2 separate regions of the Mus musculus genome follow, and region 1 is linked to region 2. The links are chromatin contacts, called in public promoter capture Hi-C maps. All regions are on one chromosome and are shown on one strand. The core of a region is the stretch at or near the end of the contact, and the rest is flanking DNA. Distances in the headings are between cores, read along the strand shown.

Region 1 (6,688 bases), core at 2,112-4,611, 910 kb before region 2:
TCTCTGGAGCTGGGGATGTAGCTCAGTAGCTCAGTACTAGGGCACTTACCTAATATAAGTGAAACCTGGGTTCAATCCCCAGTAAATCCCCATAAAGTTTCTTTGACCTAAATGCCTTAGGCCAGCATTCCTCAACCTGTTGGTTGCAACCCCTTTCGGGAGTCAAAAAACCCTTTCACAAGGGTCACTTCAGATCATCAAAAAACACAGATATTTATATTATGATTTGTCACAGTAGAAAATTGCAGTTATGAAGTAGCAACGAAAATAATGTTGTGGTTGGGGAGTCACCACAACATGAGGAAGGGTCACAGCATTAGGAAGGTTGAGAAGCATTGGTTTAGGCTGAGAGGTATCATGCCTGCCCCTCAGTGGTACTACTATATCATTGCAGACCATAAAGCTCTGTAGTCCTTCCTTTCAACAACTCTCTCACAAGACTGGAAACATTTGAAGGACAGAGGGAGAGTCTTTGTATCCTTTGTGTACTTTCTTATCTCCAGTGCCTAACAGGGAACAAAAGCTTGAAATGCACTCATCAAAAGAATGGTGCCACACGCCTTTAATCCCAACACTTGGGAGGCAGAGGAAGGCAGATTTCTGCGTTCGAGGCCAGCCTGGTCTACAGAGTGAGTTCCAGGACAGCCAGGGCTATACAGAGAAACCTTGTCTCGAAAAAACCAAAATAAAAATAAAAATAAAAAATAAAAAATAAAGAAATGAACAAGCCATTAGAGGAAAAAAGGCAAGGACAACTATCTGGTAGAGAGCAAGACTTTACAGATGTCTTTCTTGTGTAAGGATTTGACACAAGAAAAAACACCTGTTAAAGCCAAATTATCTTGCACTACAAGGAGTCAGAGTTAAATGACTTTCACAGTCCTTTCTAAGCACAGTGTTTATGAGATACAGTTCTGTTAACTTTCCTTTTCAAATGAAAGAGACACAGATTCTACCTCCAATCCTAACATATCAAAATGTCTGATTACAAATATAAGAAGCTTTAGTGAAAACATACTGGATATGCATTGGCTCAATTCAACAATTTAGATATCCAGGTTTACCTAAGAAAATTTAATTGTTTATTTAGTCTAAAATTTATATGAACATTTTCCTTGCCCTTTGCAAAACAAATTAACTAAACAATTAACTAGATTAACTAAACATTAATTAAGCAATAACTGTATCTATTTCTGAAGGTAAAGGCTGATCCTTCAACGCATGTGCATTGCAGAACCATTAAAGCAAATGGCAGTTCGCCCCCTTTCTCTTTTCACAGTTCCTTAAGCTTCTACTTTTCCCCTCCTAATTATGTAGAAATTTCTGGCATTTTTTTAGGCATCCTTGTTGACAGCAACTTCAGACATTCATCAAAAAAAAAAAATCCTCCTAGCAAACTTGAGGCCCAGAATTAAATTTTAGATAAAGTCAGGCTAAAAATATGGGAGCTTTTTTAACCTTACATGGTGAGGATAATTATGTTTGTGGTGTACAGGGAGTTTATTCATGTAAACTTCCTAATATCCCTATGAAGGTTATTACCAGTACTTCACAAGTGATACTAAATCCCAAAAAGGTCAAGAAATATTGCTCCTGAGCTACAGTCTTAGGGATATTGTCTAAGTCCCAATAAAAGTGCAAAGCAAAGCAAAGAACATCCAATTCCAGCTAGAAAAAAAAATTGCACGTAACATTTGATTTGGGTTAAAGAATCAGTGCACACACAGAGGGCTGTGTAATATTTGTATCTGGCTTGACTCCATGAGATTAATTTTAGACAAAGTAAATCTGACAGTAAATAAGGGGATGAGTGTCTCAAAGACCCCATAGATTCTTGCCACAATCCAGAAAAAGCCAGATTCCCTGAACTGCAGCTTCTTACCTTTTTCTTCATGTTACTGATGTAGCTAACACATCTTACCTTTTTCTTCATGGCTGCATTTGGCATTGCCCACCTGTAGATATAAACCAAAAGATGGTGTTTTCGTGATCTAATTGCCGGGGGCGGGGGGTGGGGGGGGGGACACACAAGTAAACTGAAAGATGCAGACGAATATTCTTTAAAGCAGCTAAGTATGGATGAGACCTCTTTTCAGAAGTCTTCATTTTCCTAAATTATAAAGCTGGGTTTATGCTCCCTGTTTCCTTCATCAGCTCGGGAGACGCTTCCTAGGATGGCATATTTAGGAATAGAAACCATTTAAATTCAAGATTTGATATTTTGTCATAAAGCTGAAGCAACACTCTGGGTACTTTTATAAATCAAACAATATTGTCATAATCTGAATACTATTTTTTTTAAATTCATCTCCGTATTTTTCAAATCTAGAAGCATCTTTGGACCTTCAATCGTCCTTCCAAGCTGTATTTCATTCATTAAAGGCACAAAGTACATATAACGCAGTTCTCAAATAGGCATATCGCACTATACGTCATTGGTCAGCAAATGTCTGTCCTTTCCTTTTTTATCATCAACAAGGTGATAACATCAAATAACCTTTATAGAAAACAGAAAACAACTCAGAACTGTCTCAATTAGAAGACTACGCATAAACCAGGAATCCCACATCCAGGCAAAGGGTGTTTCTATTCTGTTTTCCGTCATCAAGGGCATGATATCAATCAACCATATTGGTAAATTAAAGCAATTCATCACTGCAGGTTAGAGGTTGTTGCATCTCACAATACTCTTTACAATTAGCATGCCCTCCCTCCCAGGTGCAACATAATCCCCTTTACCCACCCAAGCGATCCTTCCGGCTCCCCTAGAGGAGGCTCCACTTTTGGGCCCACATTCTCTTTCTCTGTCTTTTTCTCGGAGTCAGATTCTTCCATCGTGCAACAAGTCCTTCACAGTGCCTTCTAAATCCGCAGTACCGTTCTTCTGGCTCACCTGCCTACGCTCAGCACCCAGGGCCCGCGGGGCCTGATCTATCCCTGCCTCCGCCTTTGTCCACTGGGGGGCCGCTTTTCCCACAGTTACCTTTACCGACCCGAACTTAGTCTCCAGGCACAGCCGAGCAGGCCAGCCCAAAGGAGCAAGCGATTCGATTCGGTGCGTGCAAAGGAAGAGATGGAGGAGAGGGAGGGCAAGGTGGATGAGGAGTTGGTCCCGAGTTTGGGCCTCACTCGCCAAGGTCTCAAGACCCAAAGGTAACTTGGTCAGCTTCTGTACAGACTGCAAAGGCTGAGATAACGGAATGAGCGGAGCGGAGCTGCAGAAGCAAAGCGGTCACTGCCTGGTGGCTCCTCCCGACCTCGCTGCCAGTCACGGTCCGCCTGAGGATGCTCTTACTTCCGCGCCCGCCCTTCAGGAGCGCAAGAACCTCACCGCAACCACGCTACTGCAGGCCAGGATCACGTGGGAACCTGCCGTAGTCCCAGGGCCTGTCACGTGCCGCTACCCTTTTGGGGGGGCCCTGGGTTTGCTTGGAAGAATACCATAGAGACTGCTTTAGGAAAGCCAGAGTGCCACCCGCCATCACGTGGCCCGGGCTCTCATTTCCGCGCCATTGGCCCTTAGGGCGGCCTGCGGGCACCTAGACACTGATGGACGCGGCCCCGCCCACTCGCTGCTCAGAGTTAAAGGAGAAGGTTGCAATTTCAGCACCTGCCAGCTAGCCGTTTTCACTACTCCCTATGATTAGGGCCCTGTGCATTTTTGCATTTTGGTAACTTTTCTTCCCGTTAATCCTTATGACAGTTCAAGTAATTAAAAAAGCAATCCATCTAAAGTGTTTTAAACTGTCTTTCCCATAGAAAACTCTCAATAAGTTGTTATTGCCAGGACCAGAACCACACGGAGGGTTTAACACGTCCGCCACTTAACTTTTAAAAGTTGCAAACATAATTTTAAAGTTTCTGATGATCATCATGAGATACTTGCTACATACAGAGTTTTATGTGGAGAAGAAGTGATTTGTCAACCAGCTCTCAAATCTCAACGCAGCAAGTTCCAACCTCAATGACCTAAGAGCTTCTTAGGCTTGGAACTCTTTTAAATGTGACACCAAGGTTACAGGCTGGGAAAAAGAGTGGCATAGGTTGATGCTCCCTTGAAAGACTGAATTTGCCATTCACAGTTTGTAATGGCCTCAACTTTCTCAGCTTATAGGTAATGTCCTCCAGAGGTCTTCCCAACCCATACTCTATTAGAGTACAACAGTCTTTTGAACCTGCAGTAGTTATTTTCTGTTGTATGCTTTTTAATTCATAATATTCCTTTGTAGTTTTTCTTTTGTTGTTGAGATTATACTGTAGACACATTTCTTTTTTCCCTTTTTTCCCTCCAAACCTTGTCATATAAACAACTCTCCTTGCTCTTTCAAAGTCATGGCTTCGTTTTTCATTGGTTGTTGTTATATGCACATATATGTATATACATATATATTCCTAATATAACCCGCTCAGTCTGTATAATAATCTCATATATATGTTTTCAGGGCTGAGCAGTTGGTATTGAAGAACCAGACAGTGTATTCTTCCCTAGGGAAAATTATTTCTCCTGCTCTGGGCATTCCTTGGTTGCCTGTAGTTCTTTGTGTAGAGTATAATACTTACTGACATGGCAATAATCTTGTTTATTTGATCTCTGAGTATAGGATTTCTATTTAAACGCTATAAGGACAAGCACTTACTTTTGAAAAATGTTCTCCTATACACTAGGTTCACAGACCAGAATGTGTGTATATACTCGATATTCACTGAGTACTGTTTTTTTTATAAAGATAAGAACAAATGTGTTAAGGAATTTCTGATTAATAACAGAAAGGAGAAAATGTATGATAGTTCTTTAATATCCACAACACATGAGTGTATTTTGAGAATGAGCATGCCTAGACATTTTTAGGAAGTAAAGCCAATGAAAAGAGAGGAAACAATTGCTACAAAATTTCTGGAGAGGAGAAGGAGAGGAAGCTAGAGCACAGCTAGCAACATTCCTTCTGGATAGAAGACAAAAATTCTATGGAGACATGAGTAGGAGACAAGAGTAGGCATGGACACAAAGCAGTCTCTAGAAGTTGATGATAGGTGGTGTATATGGGAAACTATCCCAGCTATTGTATTCTATTATCAGTGTTGGAAAAGCAAGATCATTTTGGGAAATTGGCCGAGATGTTAACCATTTGAAAGATAAGCAAAAGAACAGCATAAAGAAGCATGCCGCAAGGATTTCTGTTCGGTACTGAAAGAACAATTAAGGTTGGAAATAGTAAGATGGTATGGCACACATGCATGGATTGGTTTGGGGGTGTGTTTTTTGCTCTAAATGTAATCAACAACCTTAGTGGAGATGATTATAAGACAGGCTAGGTATGACCTCTGAATCTTCTTCCAGGGCTTTTGAAGTTTAAGTAGGAAACAAGGATAAGGAGTCAAGAAATTTATAAACACTCATCTTCACATGTTCAGTGGATGCTCCTGTGAGTAAGGAAAAATATAAACACTTCATAGAGTTGGGTTTTCTTAAAGACAGAAGAAGTGGGACAAAAGTTAAATTGAGTTTGATTTTAGTGAAATAGTGTGATGCTTTGAACAACAATGTTCCCCAAAGGCTCATGTGTGCATTTATTCCCCCAATTGAAGGTGCTGTTTGGAGAAGTTTAAGAGGTGTGGCCTTATTGAAGGAAATATGCCACTGAAGGCAGCTTTTGAAGAGTTTAAAAACCTGCACCATTCCATTGTTCTCTCTGCTTCATTTTTGTGTTTCAAGATGTGAGCTCTCAGCATCCCGATTCAGCTGTCATGCCTGCTGCTTGCTGCAATGCTTCCCTGCTGTGATGGAGTCTTATGTCTCTGGACCCATTACCCAAATAATCTCTTCCTGCTCCAAGATGTCTTGGTCACTGTATTATATCAGAGTAGTAGGAAAGGAACTAATACAGATGTTTGAACTCAATTTCATATTTAAGTTTAAGTAGTAGAAGCTATTCTGAATACTGAGATCTTGATAAAACAGCAGGCCTTAAACAAATTATTAGAATTCTCTGAACCTCATTTTCCTCTAGTATAAAATCTTTTTAATAACAACTTTCTCAGATGTTTTAAGGATTGAACTAGACCATGAAAGAAAATTGCCCCATATAGTGGCTTATCTATAAATGGTACTTAATAAATGATATTTTAAAATGTGAAGTTCCATTCAAACAGAATAATGTCTATACTAGTATCTGATAAACTAGACTTGAAGTCTGAGACAAAAGAGCCATTATATCATAAATAGAGGCATCAACTCCTCAAGAATATATAACAGTTGTAAGTTCATATGTATCCAATATAATATTTCCCAGGTATATAAAACAAATATTCTGGCTGTAAAGTGAAAAACTCTAATATGTTATAGCATGGAATTTCAATACCACACTTTACAAAACAAATAAACAAACATCTAGACAAACTCAGTAAGATTTAAAATACACTTTCTACTGAATGGACTTGATAGACATATCTAGAGTATTCCACAAAAGAGCACAATAGACATTTTCTCAATTCCACTTGGAAAATGCTCCAGACTATTATATTATATCACAAAAATAGAAGAAATTTAAAGATTATAATTGTTATTAAGTTTCTTTTCTGATCACTATGCTATAACACTAGAAATAAGTAACAGAAGTAAAGTTGTAAAATCCACAAACATGTGAAAATTAAGCAATATACTCATGGATATCCAGTGAACAAAGAGGAA
Region 2 (6,869 bases), core at 4,059-6,558:
TAGCAAGAAATCTCTGTAAGACTGCCCTTGTTCGGTGCTAGGTAATACCTGCCCACAGATGTACCACCCACAGACCTAGTTACATTTATTTCTCCAAGGAACTCATACCACATACAACACATTACTCTTGTTCTGACTTGAACAATATCAGGCTTGAGACTGTCCTGGGATGATAAGAGTGGATATCCTAAAGCTGGTTTTAGGTATAGTTCTAGAATTTTTCATAGAAGATACAAGTTAAATGTATGTTCCCTTCCCACTAATTAATTAATTCCTATTAATATGTACCTTTGAGTCTTATTAAATATTCTAGTAGAGTACTGGGCCCAGATGAATACCAGTACCGTAATATATATATATATATCATTCCAGCATCTAGTGTGTGTGTGTGTGTGTGTGTGTGTGTGTGTGTGTATGTATGTATGTATACACACACACACACACACACACACTAACCATTCCAGCCTCTACAAAGACCAGTTCCTGTGCTCTTTTACCTTACCATCCACTCTACCAAGTATGAAAGAAGGAATGTAAGAAGCACAGAGCCATGGATAAATCAGATATATAAGATATATAAGGCCACAATAAGCTGGTCAAGGAAGGAAGGTCTCAGCTACCTTTTGCTGATCCAGGTAACGTAGGTACTAATAGGGAAAACTCTTAAATAACAAAGTTTTATGGGGAAAAGAGCATTCCCAGCCTTTGGGCTATCAAATAAAAAACGCGAATTCCTGCCCTTATATCTGGAGCTCCGAAGCTGCTTCTACGTCCTAGGCACGCTTATCCTTTCTCCAAATCCCATCACCAGCTGCTAATCTCACCTCCAGCTCATTCAACCTCTGGATTCGGGGAGTAAACCTGAAGTTATCCACTTCCACGGCAAAGGGTGGCTGCCAGTCCTAGGAGAAAAAAAAGGGGAAAGGAACTTGGGTTATCCTACTTTAATGCAAGATCAGACAGCATCAAAAGCAGCGCCATAATCCATTAATACCTCCTAAAACTTCTAGCCACCTCAGATCTATCAACCTGGGAAGCATCCAAATGGACCCACTCCCAACTCTACCTAAGACTTATAACAGGGCATAAAAGCCCCTCAGGCCCATATTCAAGGCCGCATGTACATGCCCTGGTAAACTTCTAAGTCTTCCCCAACAGTACAGTGCTAGGATTTTGACAAATAAAAAAAGCTCAAATCAGTTAACCACAAACCCTCCTCACACCCACATTGTCACCCTTCCCTGGGCAGGACACATAGCCCAGAGTTCTGGCAACCATGCAGGACCTGGAGACAGGAGATGTGGGTTCATATTGTAGCTCTACTGCTTACTAGCTATGAGCTCTTACCTTTCTGAATCTGTTTTCTTATCTGTAAGGTGGGCATATGAATTCTTGCCTTGGCTTCCTCACTAAATCTAAATAAAATCTAAATCTAAATCTCTAAATCTGACCCCACCAATGAATACACATGCAGAGTAGCTCAGCTCTGGTTCAGGCAGGGATTAATACTTTAGGCCATCAATGCCTGTTTTCTCAGTTAAAGGCTCACAGAAGACACTGCAGGGAAGACCAAGGAAGATGAATCTGCACCTCTTACTCACTCCCCAGGTTGGAAAGGCTTCCTGTGGGTCCTCTCTCATATACTTGTCTGCTGTAAGAGGCGGGGAAAGAAGTCTGGGAGTGAGTGGGAAGCCCAAAAGTGGTGGCAACGAATGCAAGAATTTACAGAGGGGAAGCCAGGAAAAAATTAATGAAAGCAGGGAAAGCTTTACCCTGCCAAGCTGGAGTTTTTTCTGTCCTACCCAAAAGATAGCTATGAAGACTCCCCTTCTGCAGCCTCATGAATGCTTCCCCAGAGAGTCCTCTCTCTCCCCTGGAGCTCTGGTGCTTAAGAAATGGTAAAAGGGTTGGTGAGATGGCTCAGCGGGTAAGAGCACTGACTGCTCTTCCAAAGGTCCTGAGTTCAAATCCCAGCAAGCACATGATGGCTCACAACCATCCATAATGAGATCTGACGCCCCCTTCTGGTATGTCTGAAGACAGCTACAGTGTACTTATGTATAATAATAATAAATCTTTAGGCCAGGAGTGAGTGGGGTAGTCCGGAGCCCCATCCGGAGTGAGCAGCTTTCATTCCCAGCAACCACATGATGGCTCACAACCATCAGTACAACTACTCATATACATAAAATAAATAAATCTTTAAAAAAATTTTAAAATGGTTAAAAAAAAAAGACCCTAAAATAACCTAGATCAACGTCTTCATTTTACAGACGTGGAAAGTAAGGCTAGGAGAGGAAATCCTATGCTAGTTAGCAGCAGAGCCAACACTAGAACCCATGTCCTCTGATCGCTGGTTCTTTCTACTACACTAAGCTACCAGCATTCACACACAAGTGAACACATATGGAAGGACAGAAAAGGTATAGGAAAAGAGAGAAAGAGCTGTTGATCTCTGTATGCAGGCTCTTTCTCTTAAAAAAAGGAACCAGAGGCCTCATATTTGCAAGTGCACACATTCTTCCCCAACCCATGGTAATAGACAGAAAGCACTTGAGGCTGACGAAAGCAGGAGGGGTGAAAAAAAAAAAAAAAAAAAAAAAAAAAACAAACCTTAGGCTAAAATGCTACGGCTTAAGCCAGGTGAAGCTTTCCATACCCTCTTATCTCCCATCAGACAACACTCCCCTCAGCACAGATAACCCAGACAGAAAGGTGCTCAAACCCCAAACTCTAAGCACTGCTTTTCTCTGCTCTGCCAAGTTCTAAACAATTTGAAGTCCTAAGGCAGGAGCTATAGGTGCAACAGTAGATGGGGAAGGTCCAACAAACCTCTCATCTCAGTCCTGTATTAGTACAAATGCTCAAGATGATGGCATTTCGAATGTGGTGACAAACAGGATGGCGAATTCAAGAAGTTGTGTGATGCCACCATTAACTACCCTGTCCTCCATCCATCTATGCCAAGTGTAGCAAGCAGCCACATGCTATGAAACACAAACCCAAAACCACCCCTCTAAGAAAAACTCCAATACCTACTCACACACAGGTTTGCATCCTGGGCCTAAGAATCACTTGGGTGAGTAATTCAAGTTCCAAACAGAAGAAAGCCAACTGCTTTAGAGCCTAAAGGTGGTTTAAGAGAATTGTGGGCACGTACACAAAATCATGAACAACAAAAACAAAAGTCAGGACTGGAAAGAATCAAAGCTACTGGAGTGGAGAAAAGAAGCCTACCAAAGAACAGTCCCCTGGGGACAAACGGACAGATGGACAGATGAACAGATGGACGAAAGGATGGACACACACACCGATGTCCTTGTCATTTCTTCCATCCTGGTTCCCCAAGACAAGGTAAGAGCACCTACATAAGGCCAACCTGCCCAAAAGCCCAAGGGAGAAAAAAGGGAAATTGAGACCTCAATTATCCCCATATTAGGCGTCTCCTGACCACGTCAAGGAATATTTCCATAAGGCCATCCAGGAGTCCAACCTTTCCCTTCTGCTAGCCTTCCTGGCTTGTCACTAATAGCTGTGACTCCCTCACAACAGAAACCCATCTTCAGACACCTGTGACCAACAAGGACTCTAGACTCTAGGGCCCGGAGGATCCATCTAAAACCAGCCTATGAAAGGGCAACAAAAGCACTGAATTGGATAAGAAGACCTAAGATGCTCTTGTCAAGTGGGAATAAGGCTTCCACATCCAGAAGCACCTCCTCGAAGATACATTGTTGCGGATAAATTCAAACCAGCCCAGGAATCTCAAGTGGTTACTAAACACTGTTCACCATTGTTTCCTCCAGTGTGTCAGCAAGGCAGCAGCCTGTCCTAGCCTTTGGAAAACTTCCCCTGGGCTAGTCAGGACTAGAAGCAACAATATGGTCCTTTTTGCTGAACATTTGGGAAGCAAAGGAAGATTTCCATATCTCCACTATTGTTCCTGGGGACCCAAGAAAACCTTATCTTATAGGATCATCTACATTCTGAGCCTGAGGTAGAATCCAGATCTTCTGAGAAGGCCATACCAAGCTAACTGGTCTAAACTTCTCCATAGGAAGGCTGTGGGGACCATGTGCAAGAAGGTTCTGACATTACCTTCAACTAGAAAACGCAGGAGCCAGAAAGAGCACTCCCTGTGAGAATGATTTCCTGACTGGCCACCAGGCTAGGATATTATCAGAGATGAATTGGCCTGACAGCGTGAGTAAACATGAGTCAACACACACAGAAGCAAACCAATGACCACATCAAGCACCTTCACAGTCACAGTAATTACCACTTACCAGAGTGCACTATGTTACCTGGTTTAATCTAATTATTCCCAGCACACAATTCACAGGCTCAGGGATTACTTTACATGCCCAAGGTCATACAGCTGCTAACCTTCTAAGTAGTTTTAAACTCACGTCTGACTCCCTTTTGAGACGTGATCTTTCCACTACACCACACAGCTTGCCTTAAAGGGAATAATGACAGTAGTCGTTACTTTGTAACTGCCTCGACCAGGGTGATACAAAGTAAAAGATGGGAGTCTCTGTGCCTCCCTGCGAACTCTCCCCAGCCCATTAAGCATCTGTGTATTGAATCAAGGGAAATTCTCAAGAGCAGAGTGGGAGTGGGTCTCAGACCCCAGGTCACTTGTATGCCACAAAACGAGGAGCCCTGACCCCAGCACCCTTTTTCCGCTTCGTGAGGCATCCACAAAATACCAGCCATCCCATATTCTTCCCACACCTGCTGCCCTCCGCCCGGGACTTCACCACTGGCTACCCGGATCCACCCACAAACTCGCCGCTGGCGACCATCAGCTCCCAGCCTTACCGCGGGTGGGCGGATCTTGCAAATGCCGGACTTCTCGGCGATGGGTCTGATTTTCGCGATGTAGCCAAGAGGGTCTCGGAACTCGGCCCAGCTAGGCTCGAACACCGGACACTCCGGCGGCGGTAGGAAATCGTCGGACCCCAGCTCCATGGTGGGCCCGAGGGCTGGGCCAGAGATCGGGAGGGCTCAGGTCGCCCTTAAGGACGCATGGCGCCGCCGCTGTCTGAAACCGAGGTACTTCTCGGAGTCTAGGCCCTAAGCAGGACGGCCACCGCCCGTCAAGGGCTTAGGGGGGCGGGTGCCGTGCTCTAAAAGTCTCAGGCTGAGGTTCCTTTTACAGGTTCTTAGTCCTGTTCCGTTTCTTCCACACCTTACCGCTGCCTCCCAACTACTGAAGCCTTCACTACTACAGTTAAGTCCCAGTCGCGGCAGGTTTCACCGCTGCCACCGCCATCTTGGTTTGTCAGCGTCTCCTCCCCCCCACCTCTGTACCTCACCACAACAAACCAGATCCCTCCGCAAGGTGTCTCTCCGAGTTCCGTTTACTTTGAGTCAGAAAAAAACCTAGGAAGCCTTCATCATGTGATGACCGAAAGAAATCGGGTTGTATATGTCCCTTATTTGGAGGTGGTTAGTTAAAAACATTTCTCAGGCTAAGAGAAAATAGTTCATTTCATTGGCGGAAGAACAAAATTGTAAATCGATGGCCGGATCCTTTTACCGGATGGACCGGCGATGCACGTTTAAAGGCCAGTGATGCGCATGCGCAGTCTCTAGACAAACCGGAAGAGGAGCTAGTGTCCATAAGTAGTGAGCCTAAACTAGTACGCGCCCATGCGCGCTCGCACACGCTCGCGCACGCGCACGCACACACCCTAGATCCCAAGCCGGTTGTCTCCTCCCCAATGTCCTTTGCTGCTTCTCTCAGGTCCTTTCAGTGAGAACCACGGAAGGCGGTGATTTCGAGGAACCTCCGCCCCCTTCCTCCCCCTCCCCCTCCCATTCCGCGTGTCTACTGCTGAGTGAATTGAAGATTTACCAGACTTACACCTCTGAGGTTTTTGTTTTTAAATGAAAGAAGGAAACTCCTCACTCCCTAGAGAATGTGGAGTTTTAGAAGCTTCAGTCCCACGTAGAGTAAAAATGCATTATTCTCCCCAGTATCATTGGCCATCAGCATTTTAAAGAATGCTTTCGACTGTTTGGTATACATTGTAACTATATAAACACTTTGTATAATATGTGTGTATCCATTTTTGTAGCAACTACTGCTACAAAAAAACCAAAAGGCCTGGATGTTTACATTTTTGTTTATTCCATGTATATGCAGTACATAGAGGCTAAAAAGGGGGGGATTTTGAGTTTGAGACCAGCCTGAGCTACATAGCAAGATCCTGCCTCACAAAGTAGTAGTAGTAGTAGTACTAGTAGTAATATTATTATTACTAATGGCCGGGCAGTAGGTGGCACATGCCATTAATCCCAGCACTTGGGAGGCAGAGGCAGGTTGTACAGTGAGTTCTTGTCTCCAAAAAAAAAAAAAAAAAGGGCAGGCATGGTGGCATACATCTTTAATTCCAGTACTCAGGAGGCAGAGGTAGATGAATCTCTGAGTTCAATGTCATCCTGGTCTACAGAACTACTTCCAGGATAGCCAGGATAGGGCTACTCCCCATCTCAAAAACTCAATAGTAATAATAGTAATAATAATGTAAAGTAATGGAACTGGACAGGAGAAAAGGCATTAAAATTAAGGTTAGTAAGTTTGCTGTTCCTCACCTGAAGACATTTTGCTTTTCTACCTGAGGAACATCTCTGTAAAGAGTAAAGAACACCAGGCTTTTGGTCTCAGCACCACCCATTCTTCCTCCAGTCTCCTCTAATGTCCTTAGCCCAGACATACCACAGGGCAAAAGGAAACCGAGCAGTCTTTTAAGCCAGTGATATAAAATGCATTGATTTGTATTTGTGAAAGTCATACTATGCAACAGGAACTTTTGTGAGCATGTGAAAATACAAAAGCATGCCTTCCTGGAACAGATTAT

What was found. Promoter capture Hi-C pulls out the DNA fragments that hold promoters and counts their contacts.
Region 1: a contact with region 2 is called in a promoter capture Hi-C map of hippocampal neurons, with 4 times the contacts expected there. The contact joins the promoter of Rragb here to the promoter of Kdm5c in region 2. A contact is called at or near these places in 2 of 39 promoter capture datasets (erythroid cells and hippocampal neurons).

The regions. Positions count from the first base shown.
Region 1 is chrX:153,136,631-153,143,318 of GRCm38.p6, reverse strand. It overlaps Rragb (Ras-related GTP binding B), which reads right to left and starts at 3,361. Exons shown (of 11, transcript NM_001004154.2): 1 at 2,744-3,361; 2 at 1,922-1,955. The coding sequence starts at 2,835.
Region 2 is chrX:152,231,666-152,238,534 of GRCm38.p6, reverse strand. It overlaps Kdm5c (lysine (K)-specific demethylase 5C), which reads right to left and starts at 5,308. Exons shown (of 26, transcript NM_013668.4): 1 at 4,825-5,308; 2 at 825-902. The coding sequence starts at 4,974.